Regions from separate parts of the Mus musculus genome. Here region 2 is linked to region 1. Evidence: chromatin contacts called from public Hi-C data. All regions are on one chromosome and are shown on one strand. Each heading gives the region's core, a stretch centred on a gene start, on an enhancer-like site or on the middle of the called end of the contact. The rest is flanking DNA. Distances are from core to core; before and after follow the strand shown.

Region 1 (5,074 bases), core at 369-2,868:
TTTACTGACATTATCACCAATGTGGCACATTTATCTTGGCCAACATGAGAAGTCAGGGAAGACATGCCAGTCTGCCATGCCATCACACAAGAGCTTTGGGGGAGAAAATGTGAGGCCAGATGAAGCCACCAAGCCAACTTGGCTTCAGGAAGTGGGGCCCTTGTCCTAGTCATCCAGACATGTAAGTTCAGGTTTCTCAAGGACATTCCAGGTCTTCCTGGCAAGTGACACTGTCTGTTCTATGCTGGAGTAACGGCCTCGCTGCACAGAAGTAACACTGTTAGGAAAGGCACACCAGGTAGGTAGACAGCCGTTCTGCTCTATGAGTCATCAAATAAGGATTGAACAGCCACCACGTGGCAACAAGCGGCTGTCACTGCAGTTATCTGGGGTGTAAGCAACCTAAGTGTTGGACCCCCTCTTGAAGATCTCATGGCTGGTGCAATAGACGCTGAGCCAGTTGTGCACCCAGATGTACACGCAGTAGTCAGTTTATAATAGTGATGAGAACACACAGTGCGAAACGCAACGAAGACAGAAAACAGGACTCCTGCTAGAAAATCATTCTGTGTACCTGACAATTGAGCAAAGGTCTGGGGGGAAGTGGGGGGGATGGGTTCTAGAGGGATGGGAGGGAGATTCGAAGGCCCAGGGGCTGAGAAGAGCTTTAGAAAGATGTGTGCTCAGGGACATCAGAGACACAGGAGGAAGGCAGGAGCTGGGAGAGTAGAGCTGAGAGCCACATAATAAGGGCTTTTGGATGTATTCTAAGATGGTGCAGAGTAGCAGACTTACATAGCATAAAAATACCATTCTGAACCAAGCGTAATGTTCATTGTACACACTTGTGATCTCTGCATTTGGGAACAAGAGGGGCTGGGAGTTTCAGGTCAGTGTTTGCTACATAGCAAAACTGTCTCCCCCCCCCCCCAAAAAAAAAGCCATATTAAAGGCAGGTTAGAGTTGGCCAAGAGTGGACAGGCGAGCCATGTGCAGACTGTCACTATGGTCAGAAAGGAAAGAGGCGGGGAAAGGGTGATGTGTGCCACACAAGGAAAACTTCCTCTCTTTCCTCCAAATCTACTTCTCTATGTCTGCTGTGGGCAACATTTTTTTTTCCTTTGAAGGCCTTTATAGTATCCTCTGTAAATTTCTACTTCCTGTCTTCATGGGCAAGTTCTTCAGAGAAACAGACACCCACAATTCTATGCCCAATGAAAAAGTTCGGAAGAGCCATGCTTCAACTCTGGAAGGGACACATTGTCCTCCATGAATACAGTAGGACCTCTAGGATCCCCACATTGAGAGCCATTAGAACCCCTAAAGTGACCCAATTTCCATCAATCTCAGAGCCATCCGAGCAAGGTCACATTGCTATGACTCCCTCCTGGCGATCGTCGTGAAAACAGATGCAAGTCCTGCTGCGGTACACAAGTCCACTTTGGGAACTAGAGGGTCAAGTGCCCATTATCCAGGTAAGCAGTCTCTCCCTGGGAGACCAAAAATGCATGTCAACATGCCAAGTAGAGGAAGCCAGAGCCACCAGGGCCACCTGGGAAGGGAGGCCTCAGCCAGGCAGTACTAATAAAACCAGACAATACCACAGTGTTGGCGAGATCCAGCCAGGAGCTGGGCAAGGACGAGGGTGGGAGGAAGGGCCTGCCTTCCTCCAAAATCAATGTCCCTGTTAACTTGGGCAGAAGAAAATCTGACAGCTCTGGAAACCTGCCCATCTGAGGCAAAAGAGGAAGCCGAGAAGCAATTGGAGCCAGAGGAAGACTAGAAATGGCAGGCGAAATTAGCTGCCTGTTGGGAACCCAGGGCACAAGCTCTCCATTCTGTTTTCAAGATAGGCCTGATAGCCCTGGGCACAGGTGCCATGCTCCATCCCCACATGGCCTTCCAGCTGCCCTTTGAAGCAGGCTGCCCCTTGGGGTCCAGTCAGAGCTGTTTTTTAAACATCCATGGAAAAGACAGGCCCTCAGCTCCAGACCCAGGTCTCCAAGGGGCTGTTACATTTTGTTATCTGGGATATATCTGAGAGGCCACAGGCCTCACTGAAGCCTTCAGAGAAACAGAAGTGCCACGAGATGACTCTAGAGGAGAATCACCTTTTTAGTGACAAGGTGGTGGTGTCCTACTGACCGATGGGTCTTTCAAACCTCTGGGAAAGAGAGAGTGGTGTGAGTCCACTCTCCAATTATACTCCACTTTCTATTCCTAATTCCAGTCACTCTGAAAACCAAAACGTATGTAGTGGGTTTAACAGCTGACCAGGAAACTCAAGCCAAAGCTTGTGTCCCCGACCGTGTGATATGATCAGTCCTGCATTTTGGGGAGGGAAGGCATGAAAGCGATTCCAGATACCATGTGAAAGTCCATACCATTATGGCTTCCGAAGCCCCAGGATTTGCTGTTGTGTTGTTATGGGTTTGAGGAGAACTTATGTCTATTAGAGAAGCCACAGATGACCAGAGAGAGCCCTTTGCACTGTAATAATTCATAGACAACATGTAGAGGTTTGGGGTTACAGAATTGTAGAAATTCACTTTTCTTGTGGTTTTAAGTACAGATTTTAGTTGGAAATACTATGTTGTTAAAAAAAAAAAAAAAAAAAAAAGACCTGAGCTTGTGGCTTTGCATAAAGCCCAGTGATAGCATGTTCCTCAGAATAGTTTTGGGTATCCTGGAACTTGGGTGTCCAGCTGGCCTCAATCTTAGACCCACCTGCCTCTGCCTCCCAAATGCTGGGATTAAAGTTGAACACTGTTGTGCCTAGTATTTGTGAGCAAGTCTTGTCTTAAAAGAGTGATTGCTACACATACTTCTGGCTTTCAGATGCCATGTCCCATGAACTACCTATTCAAGGAGGGATCAGGGGTGTGACTCAAAAGAGGACCCCCCCTCCCCTGTCCTCAGCACAACTGCTGTGAATGGTTAAAGGGTAAGTGATGTAAGCCACTTGATTGGGGTGGTACTTCTGAGGACGATGACAGCCTTGCAGGTCAGAGAGATGAGGAGGGTCCTGGTGAGCGCTAAAGCTGTAACATTGAATCCTAAAATCATCTCAGCTCTGTTTCCTGAACACCTAGCAGATGGTCCAGATTGTGACCCTGAGTATTTTCTAAGCGCAGGGCCATCTGTGTGTCCCTTTGCTTCTCTAGTTCCATTCTAGTTGCATCCTGCTAGGAAGAAGTGCTGTGGTTTCGCCTTTCTCAGTTAGGAGTGATAGAGGCAGCGTCTTTTCTGCCTTAAAATTCTGCACCAAAATGTTTTTGTCATATTATCTCAAAGTAAGTAAGTAAGTAAATAAATAAATAAATAAATAAATTTTTTTCTTCTAGATTTGCTAAAGATACTGACCTTGTGGGGCCAGGTCAAATTACTGAGTACTTTGCGTTTCTGGAACGCTTTGTGTTGGCTTTGGTTAGCAGACTGCAAACCACTATCAAAAGGGGCCACTCAGAGTCGGTTCTGCACTGGGGACTGATGGGATGGGATGAGGAGTCAGTCTGTCTCGTCTGCTGCTGACTTTTAATATATAGAAGGTATGAGGATTCAATTAGCAGGTCTCCATCCAACACCAACATGGTGCCTGCCATGTAGAAAGTACACAGTATATCTTAATGTATGATCGCTGGGCTACAGGGCTGCCCCTTTGTCTCCCAGTCTTTGGAAATAATATGGTAGCACTATGAAGTGCTGGAAATATATGCTCACTCGGGCTGTAACCCTGGCCCCCACATTCCAGGCCTCTGACCCCACCCCCACCCTGTTACCTGCCATCCTTGGCTGCTAGCACCTGTCTATTTTAAATAGTTTGCAGAGAAGGGATTTTTTTTCTTTTGTCTTCCTTTGAGAACTCTTTAGAGTCTCTCTTAACATATTTTCACAAGGGCTCCGCCCGTGTGACCTCTCAAAGGCTGTGCACACCTCCAGATGTGATCACACTGGATATTGCCTTTCAGCTCATGGATTAGGGATGGATGACAACAGTTAACCCAGAGTGGAACTCCAGCAGAGGTGCTGCCCACCATATTTTAGGCTACCTCAGTCTACCACAAGATATCAATTCTACTAGCAGTGACCAACAGTACTTGGGGTGTGGAGGCAAAAAGATCAAGAGCTTGAGGCCAGCCTGAGATACTTAGTGAGTTTGAATCTGTCCTGGGCTACATGAGACCCAGTTTCAAAAAAACAAAAGTGGGGAGGCAGGCAGGCTGAAAATATGATTTTGAGGATGCTTGATTTCTTTCTTCCTTCCTTCCTTCCTTCCTTCCTTCCTTCCTTCCTTCCTTCCTTCCTTCCTTCCTTTCTTTCTTTCTTTTTTCTTCTTTTTTCTTCCTTTTTTTTTTTTCTAAACAAAACAAAACAAAACAAAACAAAACAGGGGCTTACTTTATAGCATTGACTAGCCTGGAACATTGACTGAGCTGGCTATGAAGTTACAGAGATCCACCTGCCTCTGCCTCCCTATGCACCCTGACACCCATCCTCTTCTTTTGCCTGGGAGTGGCCCACCGTGGGTGTGGCTTTGTTTTTGCTGGTAGTCCCAGCAGGAAGCCTGTAGTTCTGCTGTGATTTAAACATGCGTGTCATTCTGGAATTCCTTGGGTTGAAAAAGTAATATCCGAGATGCCCTTGTGAATGAGATTAGTGTCCTGATAAAAGAGATTCTAAAGAGTTTGTTGCCCCCTCTATCATATTAGGACGCAGTGGGAAGGCACCGCCATGAATCAGGGAGTGGGTCTTCACCAGACATCAAACCTACTGGTGCTTTGGTCTTAGATTTCCCAGCCTACAGAACTGTGAGATTCAGTGTTTTTTGTTACTAAGCCACCTAGACCTGACTAGACAATCAGCAAGGAAGATCAAAGGCCCAATCCTTCCTAACCCCCGCTGGCTGAGATTTCTCAGGAATTGGGAGGGGATCTGAAGGCCTGCTACAGGTAGGATTTTCTTTTTCCTCTCACCTACAGATAATGGGATAGTGCTTAGCAAAAATATGCATAACACTGAAGATGCAAATAAGGGCCAGGGAGTCTGTAGGCAGCTGCTCACCCTTTCTCAGCCA
Region 2 (4,777 bases), core at 1,114-3,613, 550 kb after region 1:
TGTCAGATTGACCTCTTAGGACTGGAAAACACTGAAGTTTCAACTTTTTCCCTTTGTAACTATAAGCGTAGGCTGTCAGTGTGAGCTAAGTTAGAGGGCAGTAGGGAGTCATGTTTTTCTTCATTTTAAGGAATTTTTACAAAACCTGGACTTCATTTACATTGGCTACAATCTGGATTCCTTTCTGAGCACCCTCAACTCCCACAGCACAATTCTAGGGGGTCTGAGGGCAGAGCCGAGGGCAACACCATAGAGATACCACAGGCTTGAATCTCAGAGCCCCCAGGCATGCTAAACATGTGGTCTCTTCTCTCCGTCACCCTTCAGATTGAGTGTGCTGGGCCAGACAGAGTACCTCCAGATGAGGGGTCAGCCATTCTGTCCACTGCCTGTCCTCTTTGTAATTTGATGTCAGTCCCATCCTTGCTCAGATAGGGCAATCTCCTGGGGTCCCATCTCCCTGTGGGTTTTCCATGAGACACATTCTTTCTCCAAGAAAGATCAGGGCATATTTAGCAGCCTGTGTTAGTACCTCAGGAAAAGGAAGTAGGAATAATCAGATTCCTTTTAGCAAATGGAGGCCGCCTCCTTCAGATCTCAGAGACTTAAAACGTGTTAGATAACTATGTTCTAAGAGACAAACCTTTCGATATGAAATGGAGCGATTTTTACTTGGGTACAGTCAGGAGGGTTGATGTGGATCCCTAGTTTTCAGGGGACCAGTACAGCAGAAGGGGAGACTGCAGTGGGCCCATAAGCCCTCCGAGCCTTCTGTCTCACTTGGCAGGAAAACACAGAATACAGAACAACAAAAGAAGGCTCCTTTTCCATAAAGGTTCACCCCTCCCCTCCTCCATGCCTCTTCCCCAAAAGGGGCCTGAATTTTTCAGCTGTGCACCGATTTGGTGCTCACTCTTGCAGGGAAACAGTTGCTGTCTGAACAGGCAGGAAACAGTTTTCTTTTAATTGCCGGAATCATTCGGAAGTGCTTCGTGCCCTGCTTCTATACAGCAGATGCTGTGCATTAATTGGCCTGCGTAGAAGTGACCCGGGGTTCCTTGCAGCGGGCCCAATTTTAGGCAGAGGGTTTAAATAGCTTATTTATTATTTTGTATAATCTGCCGTGCATTATGTGCTCCTGCATGTGTTGTGTTTCATGGTCTGCAGTTTCTAATGTCATGTGGGTTTCTAAGCCGGTGTTTCTCTGGTAATGTACTAGCAGCAGGTAAGCTCAAAATACCATCCATCAGGAGCTAATTTTTTATCCAGATACTCCAATGACTGATGAACCTGTCTTTTGTATGAATGTTTAGCACAGTAGAAAGCCATATGCCACTGGCACAGTTTCCTCTACATTCTTTACAGTTGCTAGAGTAGGCTTCTAGGGGGAGGGGGAGCACAAACTCGACGCCATTTGCATCCTCTGGCCTGTATTTTAAGCAGTAGCACCCTTCACACAGCCCTGGGTTTGGATGACAAAAGAGGGTATGCACCGATGTAAAGGAAACCCTACTCCCAGAATGATTCTCTCCATCAGAAATATGACTGTGCACTCTTAATAGGAATCCTTGTTTTGTTCCTCCCCGTCTGTTGCAGACAGACCTCAGCCCATTAGAAGGGCCTCCCTTGTGTGGGAAGACCACAGCTGTTACTGTAAAGCTCATCCAGTCACTGTATCACCCCCATTTTGTGGCTCTGAAGGATGAAATTGAGAAATGGAGCACTGTGCAGTCATCCTTTACGTCTTCAATTTTAGGCCTTCGCCATCATTTTCATGCTTTTATTCCAAATCAAATAACATTAGTGGGCGACAGCACCTTCTGATGAATGTCTCGTCTCAAGCATGGCTTTCGAAGCTCCACTTTGAGGGTCTTGCTTTTATGTCTGGCAGAGACCCCCCCCTCCTTCTCTTCCCCCACCCTACACTTTTCTTTGAGCTTTCTTAGGGGCAATGGCAGTTTGCAGTTTGAGCGATACACAGTGCCATGCGGGTCCCAGTCAGAGCATGTTTTCTGAGAGGGGCATGTGCTGGAGAATGTTCTGTATCTTTTAATCTTTGTGGAAGGAGTGAAGGGGCCTTGGTAGAAGGAGATTGGGGGCTTTAATCAGAACCAAGATGTGGCTTAAATCATTAGCACAACAAAGCATACTATAAGCTTCAAGATAAAAGTCCCCTGGGAAAGGAGTCCTCTGAAAATAAATGGAACTTGATAGATTTCCATATCATTTATAACTTCCCTTAATTACACTTGGAAGACTTGCCAGTAAAACTGGAAAATTGGCAGCCTCTCTCCATTAGAGTCATTTTGCCGACCATGGCAAGCAGCTGGCTTCGCTGGGTTTCATTTCCCATCACTCACAATTAGTCATCAGCTGGAGATGTCTGAAACTCCTCAGCACAGAGCGATGCTGGGTGACATTCAGGCCCGTAAACATGTGAAAATCTGCTGAGTAAATGGGCCGAGTTCTCTCACAAGCTTACTCGTTTGGGGCAAGCCTAGCTCCCACTTAATGAGGGCTGCTCTAATAATCTGATTCGAATGTGAACCTTGACCCTGTGTCAGAGAAGAGGATGCAATAAGCCGGATGAAAAGACATAGGATTCAGGTCTCCAAACTTTGCACCAATTAGACAGCAGAGAAGCACATCAGGCCGACTGCGTTTATCAGACAGACTTGTAAGGCTTGTGACCATTTAGTAAGCCCAATTCTGGATACATCCTGTCACAATCAGTGAGTCTTTATCCAATGATTCACAAATGTTAGAGAAGTCTGTGTGCAGCCATGCTACAGGGCTGGCTCTGCCATGGGCACTGGGATAGGGCAGCTGCTCTCAGGCTTCCTGGGCCTGCCAGCAGTCCAGAAGTTGCTGTAGTGGGTGAGTGCTACATGTTCTGCAGGTGCAGACACCACAGGCAGGAAAGCTCCAGCAGACAGGAGCTAAGCCCCCAAATGCCTCTTAGTGGGAACTAGAGCCTGCCCAGAGATTAAAAAACAAAAACAAAACAAAACAAAACAAAAACCATAAGCTTGTACTGCATTGATTTCCAAGAGATGAACTATGTCAAAATTAGACCAAGCCTTTCTGCATACCTCTTTCTTATTTGGTTTTGTATGCATGTGTGTAGCATGATCCACTTGGAGCAAACATATCACTGCTTTGTAAGGTACAAAGGAAAATTTTTGTTGTAGTTGCCTCAAGAAAATTTCCTCTAAACATGGTTGGAAGGAGAGAGAGCAAGCTAGAGGGGGAAGTCATGGGTTTCTGCTCATAGTTAAATGATGGAAGGAGACTAGAAGGCGGTGAGGGGAGCTAGGAAGTACATGAGGAGTGAGGGGGAAAGGCAGATGGAGGGCCCAGGTTTAATCCTATGAGTTGTTACGGGCTGAGTCAGGCAAAAGACAGACTCCCTTCCCATCAGGAGAAGCTTGCTTTTCATCAAATTACCAGCTTTGCAATCAGAAGTGGGGGGAGAGGCTATGTCAGCTTTGAGAGTCTTGTTTCGGATTGGATTAATAATTTGGGACCCAGTGTTTGCACTCACTGTTACAAGCATCCAGAACCATCCAGGGAGGATGGTCATGGTGGCAAGGTACCCTAAATTGGCTCACGTTTTTCTGCCCTCAGGCTCTAGTAGGGCCTAGGAGGTAGTGGCCTGTTGAAGCTGTCCCTTAGTGTTCACCATGGGTAGTGTTGGCCCCTAGGCACCACTGGAAACCACTAAGCTTCTAACAGAGGATTGTAAGGACACTTGTATGTGTGTATGTTGAGGAAGGGTTAGGGGGCTCCTCAGACTGCCCAGTAGGTCTTAAGCCGTGTGATAAGAGATGAGCAACGACAGGAGACACAGCTGCTGACAGAGGGCAGTGAGCCCATCCACAAGGAAGCTGATGGCCTGAGGTGAGGGGAACTCAGAGCCAACCCCAACTCTCAAGTATCCAAAGGGAGGCGGGCTAGGTGGGTGTGTAGAAGGCTACCACATAAATACCCATTATGAGGACGTGTCCATCTGACAGGAAATAGTGACCAGGGTCCAGAGGTAGACATTTGATTCCTAATTTTCAAGGTGTCCTAAGGAGCCACCTGTGGTGTTGCCTGCAGGTCAGGGTCAGGGACATTTTAGCTTGGCTGCTGAATAAGCTCTGAATAACACCTGCCCTTCTCCTGGCATTTGAAGAGAAAGAAGTGGCTCTAATATGATGGCATGAAGGAATAACAGTTCTGACACCTCCGGCCAAGGCATGTGCATCATCTTGGCACTGCTCTTTCCTGTCCCACAGTTTGAAGAACAGTCCTTTTGAGGTGTCTCTTCTCTGTGCCTTTACTGCAGATGCCAGGTGAAATGAGTCAAGAGCGGCCGTGAGCACTGAGCTCCAAGCCTGCTTGTCAGCAGTGCCTCTCCTCCGTGCCAGAACCAGAAGCCTTGGCATCTCCTCTCTTCCTATATTCCCGTGCCAGGAAAACACAGCCCACCACCTGAACAGCAGAGGAAAGAATGCACAGGGCTGCAGTACTCACACTGCCAGCAAGACAGCTTGTGCCACACAGGGAGCCGGGAGGGGACTTGGAGATCATTTGGGGATGGCAGGAAAGAACATTCTCCAGGCCCTTCTGTGGCATTGGCCAGCACAGCCACAGTAATGCGACTGTCCAGGAGCCCCGGCCACCATACCAGCAGTGCCCCATGGAGCCATCAGCCTACCACTTCATAGAGTAAGAGACCTTTTCCCACAAAACAGAGAAAGAAATCCTGGCCCAGCTCCTTGGTGCTTAACCC

What was found. Hi-C and Micro-C count contacts between places; a contact is called where the count stands out from the background.
Region 2: a Hi-C map of cerebellum shows a contact between it and region 1, with 4 times the contacts expected there. The contact joins two enhancer-like sites. A contact is called at or near these places in 2 of 15 datasets of contacts at CTCF or cohesin (large pre-B cells and pro-B cells), 3 of 484 Hi-C or Micro-C datasets (the N1E-115 cell line, cerebellum and nephron progenitors) and 2 of 9 other capture datasets (adipose tissue and embryonic stem cells).

What each region holds. Positions count from the first base shown.
Region 1 is chr14:122,337,258-122,342,331 of GRCm38.p6, forward strand. All of the region lies in intron 2 of Clybl (citrate lyase beta like), which reads left to right. Among named protein-coding and RNA genes, the nearest start is that of Gm25464, 48 kb to the right of the region's middle. Within about 2 kb of position 1,619, at least 16 of the 459 cell types and tissues checked have an H3K27ac peak or open chromatin away from gene starts, as enhancers often do. A contact at or near this core is called in cerebellum, where this site is marked.
Region 2 is chr14:122,881,583-122,886,359 of GRCm38.p6, forward strand. All of the region lies in intron 22 of Pcca (propionyl-Coenzyme A carboxylase, alpha polypeptide), which reads left to right. Among named protein-coding and RNA genes, the nearest start is that of Gm46488, 27 kb to the right of the region's middle. Within about 2 kb of position 2,364, at least 65 of the 459 cell types and tissues checked have an H3K27ac peak or open chromatin away from gene starts, as enhancers often do. A contact at or near this core is called in cerebellum, where this site is marked.